4 separate regions of the Mus musculus genome follow, and regions 1, 2 and 3 are each linked to region 4. Evidence: chromatin contacts called from public Hi-C and HiChIP or PLAC-seq data. All regions are on one chromosome and are shown on one strand. Each heading gives the region's core, a stretch centred on a gene start, on an enhancer-like site or on the middle of the called end of the contact. The rest is flanking DNA. Distances are from core to core; before and after follow the strand shown. Region 1 has its middle 15 kb from the start of Gm36084. Region 2 has its middle 32 kb from the start of Gm36084. Region 3 has its middle 29 kb from the start of Cxcl1. Region 4 holds the start of Pf4 (platelet factor 4).

The links. A called contact is a pair of places that touch in the nucleus more often than the background predicts. HiChIP or PLAC-seq counts read pairs in DNA pulled down with a chosen protein or histone mark.
Region 1: a Hi-C map of bone marrow-derived macrophages shows a contact between it and region 4, with 3 times the contacts expected there. The contact joins the enhancer-like site here to the promoter of Pf4 in region 4. A contact is called at or near these places in 8 of 39 promoter capture datasets (the 3T3-L1 cell line, the C10 cell line, the HPC-7 cell line and 4 more), 11 of 484 Hi-C or Micro-C datasets (the 3T3-L1 cell line, the HL-1 cell line, bone marrow-derived dendritic cells and 6 more), 7 of 115 datasets of contacts at active chromatin or transcription factors (the HPC-7 cell line, bone marrow-derived dendritic cells, bone marrow-derived macrophages and 4 more) and 4 of 9 other capture datasets (adipose tissue, bone marrow-derived macrophages, liver and 1 more).
Region 2: an H3K27ac HiChIP or PLAC-seq map of embryonic fibroblasts shows a contact between it and region 4, with 29 read pairs. The contact joins the enhancer-like site here to the promoter of Pf4 in region 4. A contact is called at or near these places in 16 of 39 promoter capture datasets (the 3T3-L1 cell line, 3T3-L1-derived adipocytes, the C10 cell line and 11 more), 1 of 15 datasets of contacts at CTCF or cohesin (the G1E-ER4 cell line), 25 of 484 Hi-C or Micro-C datasets (the 3T3-L1 cell line, 3T3-L1-derived adipocytes, the C2C12 cell line and 17 more), 12 of 115 datasets of contacts at active chromatin or transcription factors (the HPC-7 cell line, the NIH/3T3 cell line, bone marrow-derived dendritic cells and 9 more) and 2 of 9 other capture datasets (adipose tissue and bone marrow-derived macrophages).
Region 3: a contact with region 4 is called in an H3K4me3 HiChIP or PLAC-seq map of bone marrow-derived macrophages, with 3 times the contacts expected there. The contact joins the enhancer-like site here to the promoter of Pf4 in region 4. A contact is called at or near these places in 7 of 39 promoter capture datasets (the 3T3-L1 cell line, 3T3-L1-derived adipocytes, liver and 2 more), 1 of 15 datasets of contacts at CTCF or cohesin (the NIH/3T3 cell line), 7 of 484 Hi-C or Micro-C datasets (the 3T3-L1 cell line, the AML12 cell line, the C2C12 cell line and 3 more), 4 of 115 datasets of contacts at active chromatin or transcription factors (bone marrow-derived macrophages, embryonic fibroblasts, fibro-adipogenic progenitors and 1 more) and 4 of 9 other capture datasets (adipose tissue, bone marrow-derived macrophages, liver and 1 more).

Annotation. Positions count from the first base shown.
Region 1 is chr5:90,699,028-90,701,727 of GRCm38.p6, forward strand. No RefSeq gene overlaps it. Among named protein-coding and RNA genes, the nearest start is that of Gm36084, 15 kb to the right of the region's middle. Within about 2 kb of position 1,319, at least 21 of the 459 cell types and tissues checked have an H3K27ac peak or open chromatin away from gene starts, as enhancers often do. A contact at or near this core is called in bone marrow-derived macrophages and granulocyte-monocyte progenitors, where this site is marked.
Region 2 is chr5:90,682,024-90,684,723 of GRCm38.p6, forward strand. No RefSeq gene overlaps it. Among named protein-coding and RNA genes, the nearest start is that of Gm36084, 32 kb to the right of the region's middle. Within about 2 kb of position 1,283, at least 32 of the 459 cell types and tissues checked have an H3K27ac peak or open chromatin away from gene starts, as enhancers often do. A contact at or near this core is called in the C2C12 cell line, the G1E-ER4 cell line, the HPC-7 cell line and 5 more, where this site is marked.
Region 3 is chr5:90,860,799-90,863,498 of GRCm38.p6, forward strand. No RefSeq gene overlaps it. Among named protein-coding and RNA genes, the nearest start is that of Cxcl1, 29 kb to the right of the region's middle. Within about 2 kb of position 1,298, at least 8 of the 459 cell types and tissues checked have an H3K27ac peak or open chromatin away from gene starts, as enhancers often do. A contact at or near this core is called in the HL-1 cell line and bone marrow-derived macrophages, where this site is marked.
Region 4 is chr5:90,771,009-90,773,708 of GRCm38.p6, forward strand. It overlaps Pf4 (platelet factor 4), which reads left to right and starts at 1,427. Exons shown (of 3, transcript NM_019932.4): 1 at 1,427-1,670; 2 at 1,904-2,036; 3 at 2,165-2,375. The coding sequence starts at 1,574. The coding sequence ends at 2,252.

The DNA of each region.
Region 1 (2,700 bases), core at 69-2,568, 72 kb before region 4:
GCAGGGGTGGGGGTGTCTGTATGGGGTAGGTAATGTATGTTAAGCCTGTAACAGTTTGCTTGGGTGCACACTGGGTGGTCTGTTGTTATGGTCCTAGAAAAAAGGCCAGGGTATTTGAGGAAGTTAGACCTGGAAGGAATCCATTAAGTGTTGTACGTATTAAAGAAAGCAAAGGGAAGAGCCGAGGAAGAAATAACATGTTAATTATGTATCTGGGATAGGCAGTAACAGCTTGTCTGTAAAAGGAAACTGGTTGTTAGTTAAGGATCCAATAATGGTTATTGACATAGTTGGTTTGACCTGTGGGAGTAGATTCAATATGATCTTTGAAGTTTAAAAGAAATTTTAAACCAATTGAAAAATTTTAAGGCAATTTTTTTGAAGGCAGGAACATTGTTTCAGGTATTCCTCTTAGGGAGAAAAACAAACATTTAAATAAAGAAGCATGGGAGTTTTGGGTTAAAAGGCATGAACATCATTTTAGCTGTTCCTGTTAGGGAGAAGAACAAGCAGTTAAATGAAGTCTGAAATTTTTGGGGTTAAGGGTTTTAGGTGTGTTTATTCTGAAATTTCAGCAGCGAGATCTTATCTATTGTCCTTGCCTGGGGGCCAGGGGAGGGAGTTGCCTAGGTGGAGTCGGGGAGAGGCCTGCTCTGCCACACTGAGGCTGTCTGTGGCTTTCTGTTCTAACAGGTAGGTCCCTGTCCCACTCTGCCCCTTCCCTGCTTGCTTTTCTTGGCTGGTGTTGCTAGAAGGCAGGATGTGTTGCTTTTTGTATACCTTAAAGGCAAAGCAGAAAGAGAAGAAACGTAGGAACTTGGTGGAACCTTATAGGCCGGGATGGGGAGGGTGAGAGGCAACACCCATAGCTGCTCTCTATATGCCTTTCTAGCCGCAGCAGCAGTAGCTGGCTGGGTGGTGCGAGAGAGTGAGCACACCGGCCCTATCTTGGCCCCCTGCACTTTAGAGTCTTTTACATTTATTTATCTGTCTTAGGACTGGGCAAATAATTTGGGTCCACAAAGCAAAATGCAAGAATATGACATGAGCAGACAGATGTCAGCTGAAGTGAACACTGGGGTCACGTTGAAGGCAGTTAGGGGGTCACTATAGCCCACACTGGTGACATGCCACCGTCCTCAAGAGCAACCTGTTCAGCCTAGCTCACCGATTTTAAAGTAACACACACTTGAAGTTTGACTGTAAATATACAAAATGTAACTTTTTTTTTTTCTTTTTAAATCTACAAGGGAAGACATACTGCAAACACATCATGGCTAATACTTTGAGAAACCACAACTTTCCACACAGGATTTGATTGAGGAAGTTTAAGGATGAAGTCATTGACCTAGGCCATTTCTCCAAATAAGACTGTAGTGTGGAGGTTCCTCATGTAATGCGTCACTGAGGACTCGTAAGAATCGGTAAAGAACAGATCGCCTACTTTAGAAGGTGGGAATTGGGTGGCTTTTGCAAAGTCATGGACCAGCTGAGCAAGTCAGCGCTCTCTGGTGTGGCTAGTTTACATTCAGGGAGAGAAGTCGAATGAAATAATTTTATTTCATTATCAACTTTTACTACTAAAAAGACTTCACTATTTGAGGTTTATTTGGACTTGTGGGCATGTACAAGGTATTTGAGCAGTTAAGAAGTTTATCAGAACCACTCTGGAAATCAGTTTGGCAGATCCTCAGATTGGACATAGTACTACCTGAGGACCCAGCAATACCAATCCTGGGCATATACCCAGAAGATGCTCCAACAGGTAATAAGGACACATGTTCCACTATGCTCATAGCAGCCTTATTTATAATAGCCAGAAGCTGGAAAAAACCCAGATGTCCCTCAACAGAGGAATGGTACAGAAAATGTGATACATTTATACAATGAAGTACTACTCAGCTATTAAAAACAATGAATTTATGAAATTCCTAGGCGAATGGATGGATCTGGAGGAAGTCATCCTGAGTGAGGTAACCCAATTTACAGAAGAACACACATGATATGCACTCACTGATAAGTGGATATTAGCCCAGAAGCTTGGAATACCCAAGATACAATTCACAAACCACATGAAACTCAAGAAGAAGGAAGACCAAAGTATGGATACTTTGAGCCTTCCTAGAAGGGGGAACAAAATATTCATGGAGGGAGTTACAGAGACAAAGTGTGGAGCAGAGAATGAAGGAAGGACCATCCAGAGACTGCCCCACCTGGGGATCCATCCCATATACAACCACCAAACCCAGACACTATTGTGGATGACAAGTGCTTGCTGAAAGGAGCCTGATATAGCTGTCCCCTGAGAGGCTCTGCCAGTGCCTGACAAATACAGAAGTGGATGCTCATAGCCATCCATTGGACTGAGCCCAGGGTCCCCAGTGAAGGAGCTAGAGAAAGGACCAAAGGAGCTGAAGGGATTTACAGCTTCATAGGAGAAACAACAATATGAACTAACCAGTAACCCCAGAGCTCCCTGGGACTAAACCACCAACCAAAGAGTACACATGGTGGGACTCATAGCTCCAGCTATATATGTGGCAGAGGATGGCCTAGTTGGTCATCAGTGGGAGGAGAGGCCCTTGGTCCTGTGAAGGCTCTATGCCCCAGTGTAGGGGAATGCCAGGGCCAGGAAGTGGGAATGGGTGTGTTGGTGAGCAGGGGGAGAGGGGAGGGGATGGGATAGGGGGTTTTCGGAGG
Region 2 (2,700 bases), core at 33-2,532, 89 kb before region 4:
ATAGCCAAGTAGTTTAAGGCAGAGCCTTGTGACTCATGCTACGATACTGGCACCAATTTTGCTGACAGCATCTGTGGGAAATGCTCATATAACTGAATATAGACACAACACAATCCACTTGAGGGTAAGCAAACACAGTTACAGGTTCTCGGGAGGAGAGATGCAAAAGTACTCTGAGGTCACCTTACACAAGTCATTGTTTGAAACTGTTTTTAACATGGCTACCGTGTTCATCTCTGTGTCAGGTTCCCAAGCAATACGACTTGTTCTTAATAAGCAAAACGCATCTCCATTCAAAGTCTGGCTTTGTTGGTGACTTCTTTTTAGTGGACTCTGTCACATTCATATGTTAAAATTTGAAATGCTGTTGTTTTGCAGCTCTCCCTATGTAATGTTTGATGGTATGAAATCCATGGGATCTGATTATTCTACAGAAAGTGAAGACATGCCCACCCCAGGAGTGTTTGTGTACATTTGGTACAGAACTACATGACACCTTGTTGGGAGACTTAATTGAACAACCAACAAAAACTAAATGTTATAAACTCAACTGTGCAGTGATATAGCTGTGCAGTGAGCAGGCACATTATTTTCACAATGATCAAGACATAAGTGGTAGACATCTTGAAGAAATCAAGAATGGAAGTGAGTTCAGGGAATCCACTTTGGACTAAAATTTCATGAATGTGCTTTCAGAGAATCCAACTGTGACTCACATTTTTCTTTAGAAGAAAAATTCATGGTCAATAACTTTTTTTCTTCTTAAATTTTTTAATTAATACTTCAAGAACTCGAATGCTATTATAGCAATCTACTGTGAATAAAGAGGCATGGATGGAAGTCATTTGACATCCTTGTCCCACACTGCAACTGTCAACAGCATTGCCATCTTGGAGAATATCTGCCCCTTCGTATTTGATGGAGAACTTGGATTATCTCTATTCTCTACAAGCACACGATCTAAGTCCCTCCTTAATATTACACATATTTTGTATTACTCTTTAATATCCAGGAATGAAATACAGAAGCAGTATGATCTGTATGTGTGCTTAATTTTGTGAAAGTCAATATAATACCTTAACTGTTCTACAGGGAGTGTGCAATGCAAAGGGGAGTAAAACAACTTACAGCTAAATAATATACATCTTGCTACATGAACTTCAGTATTGCTATACTGCAAAACATGGTGAATCAGCTAGAAACCTTTAACTGAGTGCACAAGACTTTAGTTCTTGAGAAGGTAGGCGGTTCAGCCGCCATTTCACACAGGAAGTTCAAAATGACAGATGAGAAGTCTGAGTGTGGATACGCCAAATAAAGAGCTGAGGTGAGTGATAACAGGCCAGGCTGGTTTACAGATGACAAAAGGAGGGATGCAAACACAGTTAAGTAAGTGTGCACTTCTTTGACAGCTTTATTTACTGTGTCTTTGTAAAATGCTTATCTTAATCTTGATGGCTTTATTACTTCATTTGGGAAGAAATAAAATGTTGGCAGAGTGAGCACATTGGCATGAGATATGATATGGGGGAGATATGAGGCATAGACAGTCTACGTGTTGGGGGATGTAGTGTGGCCAGGAGACATCTCCTGCATCCAGGGAGCTAAGGTGCGGTTCAGTTATCTGGAGCCGGGCTCTGACAGAAAGTTTAATTCAAAGAAAGGGGCAAGGGAAAGACTGAGTTGATAGACCGTGGAGACCAAGCAAGGCTGGAGCAAAGCAAGGGCATAAAGAAATAAATGGTAGTTAAAATATGAAGGACAGAGAACTGCAGGATATTTAGATCTCACAGTGCAGATGACTCAAGTGGTGTTTATGAAGATGAAATTCTAGAAGTTTCATGCTAATGGCAACCACCCAATGATCCGATAACTCTTCTTCCTACGTTCTGGTTTCTTACTGTAACATTCCCAGGGGATTCTTTTACTCTCTTCCATATGGCCAATTCAGGATTGCATGTAGTCACTTATGAAAACTAACCCCCCAAAATCTGTCCAGTAATTAAAATATCAGAAAATGAAAAACTTATGGTTTCTATGAACGTCATTATGTTTGCATTCTGTCTGTTTCTTTGTCTGTGGTCCATGAATTTGCTGTCTTGGAATCCTACAGGTCCAATTTTTTTCTTTTGTCATTATATTTGCCAAAACATATGGCAACTGTAAAAGTATTTTTTACTCTTTTGAGTTAATTGTTATCTCTGAGGCTTGTTGCCTCTGTCTGCTAACCTATAACCTATAAGCTTCTAGCCTCTGTTCAATTCAATCTAGACCTAGAATGCTTTCAGCCTCTGAGACTTACTGGCTTTCTAGTTTTTTCCAAACTGTGGCAGGCTGGTTCAACTCAGCTGTTCTGACTCAAACTCTTCTTCAAGCTGACTGATTCAAATTGGCTCCTCTCAGTTTCTGACTGAATTGTTCTGCTTGGCCTCATACTAACCTTCCTACTATGTTCTAACCTTCTGGCTCCTTCTCATTCTCTGGTTCATTCTGTGTTCACCTATGTCTACCTCATTCTCTCTTCATCCTGTCTCTATAAAACTCTTCCATTAAAATGGCCTCTGTTTCTCCTTCTCTGCACAGCTCTCATAAGTAGCTTTCTTTTCCTCTCTCTTCTCCTGAGAGTTGGGCACATCCTATCCTGCCAAATGTTTCTCTGACTTGTCACTTTACCACTCAATTAGACATCACCTCCAAACA
Region 3 (2,700 bases), core at 48-2,547, 90 kb after region 4:
CCCCTAGTGCTGCTAGACCAGCATAAAAATAAAGGAGTCACTCTACAAGCTAACATCTTAGACCCTAACTGACATTGCACATGATGGAACACTGGAGCTTTCTGGGTCTTCAAATGCTGCTGTACTATTTTTTGAAAATAGCAAGTGGACACTTTTCAGTTACTCTGTGCAGACAGGTGCAAGGTAGCTCGATGCTCAAATGATGCAAAGTTGAAAGTCTAAAATGTTCTGCTAGTTGAGCAAATTAAATCAGCTCAACTTCTAACCCAAGATAATGAAACTATAGCATAGGTACTAAGGACAGAGAGACACAGTATTGATGGAGGTTCAGGGGTTCATCAGTAGTAGCAATAGCTTGTTTCAGTAGATTCAGTGGTCAAGCAAATGCAGGTTAGATTAGATACCCAGTGAAGGCGAGTGGGAACTGTGATTACTCACTTACTGCTATTTTTTTTGGTTCCACACCCCAATTTATGCTTAATCTCCATCATAGCTATAATGAAGAGCTGTAGCCAACCTCAGGTTCATGCCACATGGGTTCTTGCCCATCAAACAATAAGCATGTTTCTACACTCTGTGTCAATCTCCCCAAGGCACTAAGGTCTACTTAACTCGTGTGCAAGATATACAGGAAAGGATGAAAGTTAATACCCCTTGAAACCTCATAAACTTGGCAAAAGGATGGATGGCCCCAGACCCTGCATGAGATTTGGAGGCATGGTGTGACCCTTAGTAATCCCAAGGGCATGGAAATGATGTTACCCATTATGGCCATTCTTAAGACACACGCACGTCACTGACTAACACTAATTACGTATCATACTAATAGTTCTCATTGTTTGACCTCTCCCATGCCTCACATTAATGCTCTGGATGCCCCCAACAATCAGCTACAAGGACCCAAGTCCTTGACAGGGTTCTGACTTCGCAGAATAAAAACTGTAATGACAGGCTTTATCAAAAAGTATCTTACGTCTTTAGAGACTTGTTTTCTCCTTTTATTTTAATTTGCTTTGCGTTTCTTTAGTTCTTTGTTTTCTTCTCTCTTTGGAAATAGCCAGTTACCCCAAAACATCAGTTTTCGTTTACCTTCAAGATGGTATCAGTGCTGTTCCCGGTGGCCCTTTCCTAATGCACATGTTATAACAATGTTAAGAGGCCACCACAAGTCTGGGACATGCTTAGCACTTGCTCGAGAGGATGCACTTTATATTTATGCTTCCTCAAATCGCTGCATGTCCTGTGGTTAGTTGTGTTTACAGCATCCGACTGTGAGTTAAACACTGCAGTGCGGTCTACCTCTAGAAAAGACCAGACAATGAATCAGAGATCTTTGATTCCTTTTTACAGTTCTGCTCATTGGATTGAGCAATCCCTTGTCCTTCCTTTTCCAATTTCTCAATCTGCAATGGAGCCAGACAGCACTTTTTTTCTGTATCCCAGATTAAAGGGATCAACTTTAATATCACTGAGAGCCTTTAAGGTCATCAGGAATGGGCCTAAGCCCACCATACTTTCTTGTGTTTAAAAATCTAAGTATGATTGTTAGTTGGGGTTTGATGTGGTTGGGATATGCTTAACTATAGAGAGAGAACAATTTTGCACCTTTATTTAATAAGTGAAATGTATCATGAGTCACCTGCTTTTGAAAATAAGGGTGAATTTCTTCCATTGAAAGTATGAATTCACAGGAAATGTACAATGGAATGTAATTGTATACACAATACAATATCATAAATCTCCCATTAAAGCTGCATGCGAAACTTCAGATTGGGAAGAGGTGGGTGGGAGCAGAGGCTGCCGTTAGCTTCAGAGCTTATTTCTTGCATTTGCTTTATTGCATGGGAAGGCATGCTTGTATATGACTGCAGTTTTGTACTACACAGTGTTCCAGATTTGTGGTTTTATGATATTGCCTAGAAGTAGTCTGTACATGACACACACTGGTCACAGAAAATGAAAAAAAAAAACAAAAAACAAAAAACAAAAAACAAGAAACCATCAAGCCAATACTGACCTAAAAGCATCTGCCTTTCTAGCTAGCTTTCTCAGTGCTGGAAGGTGATACACAGGCTGTTGGGGTCAGGGGGAGAGGCCAGCAAGATTCTTGTTTATCTATGATTCCTACCAGCTACAGTGTGACTGACCTGGAAAAATATGCCAATTGGTGAAGTAATGGCTTGTACTTGTAAGGGCAACTGTCAGCTTTCTGATAACCTTTACCGACTGTGCCTTAAAGGAGAGAACTTATATCTGGCACTGTAAACCTGGCCAAGAGTCTATGCTGTATTGCTAAATGGACCTAACATCAAATTCCCTTCTTAATATGTTTCTCTACATACATAGACTAGTGAAGCTCTCAGCATCCATTAGGAGCTTCTTATGGTAACACAGAGACTCACAACTAGTCAATGTTCAGAGAAAAAATGATTGTGGAGGGCCAAGCCATGAGCACCTATGTCACCCCATTCCCCACAAGACTCAGGAAACATTGTAACAGCCAGAAGTCTGGGAGGACTGTTGCAGGATAGTGATGTAGAGACAAAGCCATTGTATTTGTGAACTCACAACAGCTGTGCTTCCCTGCACAAGACCTGCAGAAGATCAAGCCAGACAACAGTCCAGCATGGATGGAGAAGGGCCTCACCTGAAATGAGCTCCTGGCTGAGATGTTAATGGCAGTTTATAGTTGCTGGGGGT
Region 4 (2,700 bases), core at 177-2,676:
ATCTCCTCCAACCTGTACATGGACTTTAGGACACACTTATATGCTAAACATGTAGTTCACTCAAACTCAGCATGGAGGAGAGTTTCCTTCTCTATCTCTACCACCAGAGGGTCAGGCCTGTGGATATTTTATCCATAAAATGAACACTTAATTCAGTAATAACTATGTAAATGTCCATAAACATGTGATAAAGCAGTGAACAGAGTCTCTAGCCATTTTCATTAGCTTCGCTCCAATTATTAAAACCAGCCGTGCCTCTCTGAGGCAGTCTCTCTCTGAAAGCCAACAAGCCTGGATCTTACTGTGGCACTCATTACACTGTGCTTCTTCTTCTTGAGGTGAGAGCATCTTTTACTCTTGTGCACCTGAACTGGATTCTTTTCTTTAAATGGAGAGAAAGGCTGCCTTGCCTGACGTCATTGCCTGAATTCCTTGACTCTGCAAATGCTGAAATCTTTGGCCAAGGCTGCACAGAAGAGTCCCTTGCTGTCCAGATTCAAATCCTCTTATCCATTCTTTTTTGTTTTTTGGTTTTTGTTTTTTTGCTGACTCAGCAGGGGCCTCAAGTTTCAGTTCCCTAAACGCATAGGATTTATAGCATGGTTTGCAGTAGCCATTGTAGTCTATGCTGAGTATTCAGAAATGTATGTCCCAGGGAATTATGCTTGACTGTATCACTACACATGAGGGACAGATACAGGGGCACATAATTATCACCATATACGGCATAAATTAATAAAGAGATCTCCAACTGTTCCAGAAAACTCTTTTATCTAGTCTTTACCAGGATAGAGCTGAGTAGAGAAATAGCTAGACTCAAAGATTTTACCAAAGGAATGCATTCACTACTTCGGTGATTTTTCTAAAGAGTCGTGGGGACAGCAGACCCTGCTTCCTGCAGTAGCTTGGACTGCAGTCAGAAGAGCCTCCAGAATTTCATGCAAGAGGCTCGGGAGAGCTTCCGGATGAGGGTGAAAGTCAGAAGTCATCGCCTAGACATTAACTTTCATCTTTTTAGTGGCAGAAAATAAATTTCCAACCCCACATCTCCAACCCCACAGCGGTCAGCCTCACCACAATCGGCAGGAAGAGTGACAGTGGCTTTGGAGTTACGTGACTGGAAGCCAAGAAGGCAACACATTGATACTGAAGGTGTGTGTTCTGCAAACCCGATGGCGATCTCAGAAAGTTCTCTGCCCCATACAGCATACCTTTTGCTAAATTCCAAGTCCTACTGTTTCTCACTCTGTAATTGTTGATATCAATTCACATTGGAGATGTGGATCCTGCTGCCAGCTACTAGTCAAGACAGCTGGCCTCAGCTTTTTTTTTTTTTTTTTTCTGCTCTGTTTTATTTTAATCTTGGCTGGCCAGATCCCAATTACTGTTCCACAAGTGTCATTGCTTCTGCAGAGCACTTCCTCATCCTGTATCCTGGGTTTCCGGACTGGGCAGGCAGTGAAGATAAAACGTGCTTGGGAAGTCCCAGGAGCTGCTGGCCTGCACTTAAGAGCCCTAGACCCATTTCCTCAAGGTAGAACTTTATCTTTGGGTCCAGTGGCACCCTCTTGACATGAGCGTCGCTGCGGTGTTTCGAGGCCTCCGGCCCAGTCCTGAGCTGCTGCTTCTGGGCCTGTTGTTTCTGCCAGCGGTGGTTGCTGTCACCAGCGGTGAGATTGGGTGAAGGGATGCTAGGGACAGGAAGACAGTTCAGGAGCCTCAGGTGCGGGGAGGTGAACTCTGATGACATCGGGTCATATTGTATGGGCTTTCCACCTGCCTTCCGAGGGGAAGGCGATGCTGTAACCAAGCCTGTGGAAAGGTCCAGAGGTACCACACCGGCAGATGATAGGGTCATCGCTATCTCTTCTACTCCCCTCTTCTTCTCCCCGTTTACCCTCAGCTGGTCCCGAAGAAAGCGATGGAGATCTTAGCTGTGTGTGTGTGAAGACCATCTCCTCTGGGATCCATCTTAAGCACATCACCAGCCTGGAGGTGATCAAGGCAGGACGCCACTGTGCGGTTCCCCAGCTCATGTGAGTCCTGCCCACATCCCCCAGGCCCGTCCTCTCCTCTGCTACCTGTTCCTTCCCATCTCTTCCCTTCTTCCAACCAAGGATCTGTAAAGCAATTCCTTCCCTTTCCCCTCTTTCCCCTCTGACAGAGCCACCCTGAAGAATGGGAGGAAAATTTGCCTGGACCGGCAAGCACCCCTATATAAGAAAGTAATCAAGAAAATCCTGGAGAGTTAGGTATCAGCTGCCTAAATGTCAATTGTGTTACAAGACTCCTGGAATCTTGTCTACTTTTAATGTAACTGCAATCTTCCGATGTTTATATTATCCTTCAAGATTTAAATAAATGCATTGAACCAAGTTGTCATAAAGTCAAGCTATTTTTGTAATGAAGCCAAAAAATGTGTCATGAGTAAGGAAACATCTCCAAAACTTTAAGTATTTTTGATGGGAGGTTTGGTCTAAGAACTGAATTTGCTTGGTGTTACTGGTTGTACGGCAGCTGATGAATATTTGCATATATACTTAATTACATAGTCTCCTGGTTACACTTCGGTTTTGTGTTGTAATTAGCTTTGTCAAAAAAACAGGAAGGGGGCTCAACATAGTGAGTTGCCTTTGAAAATAAGCACCTAAATCAAACTTTGATTCAATTTTCTCAAGATTATCATAAAAATTAAAATAA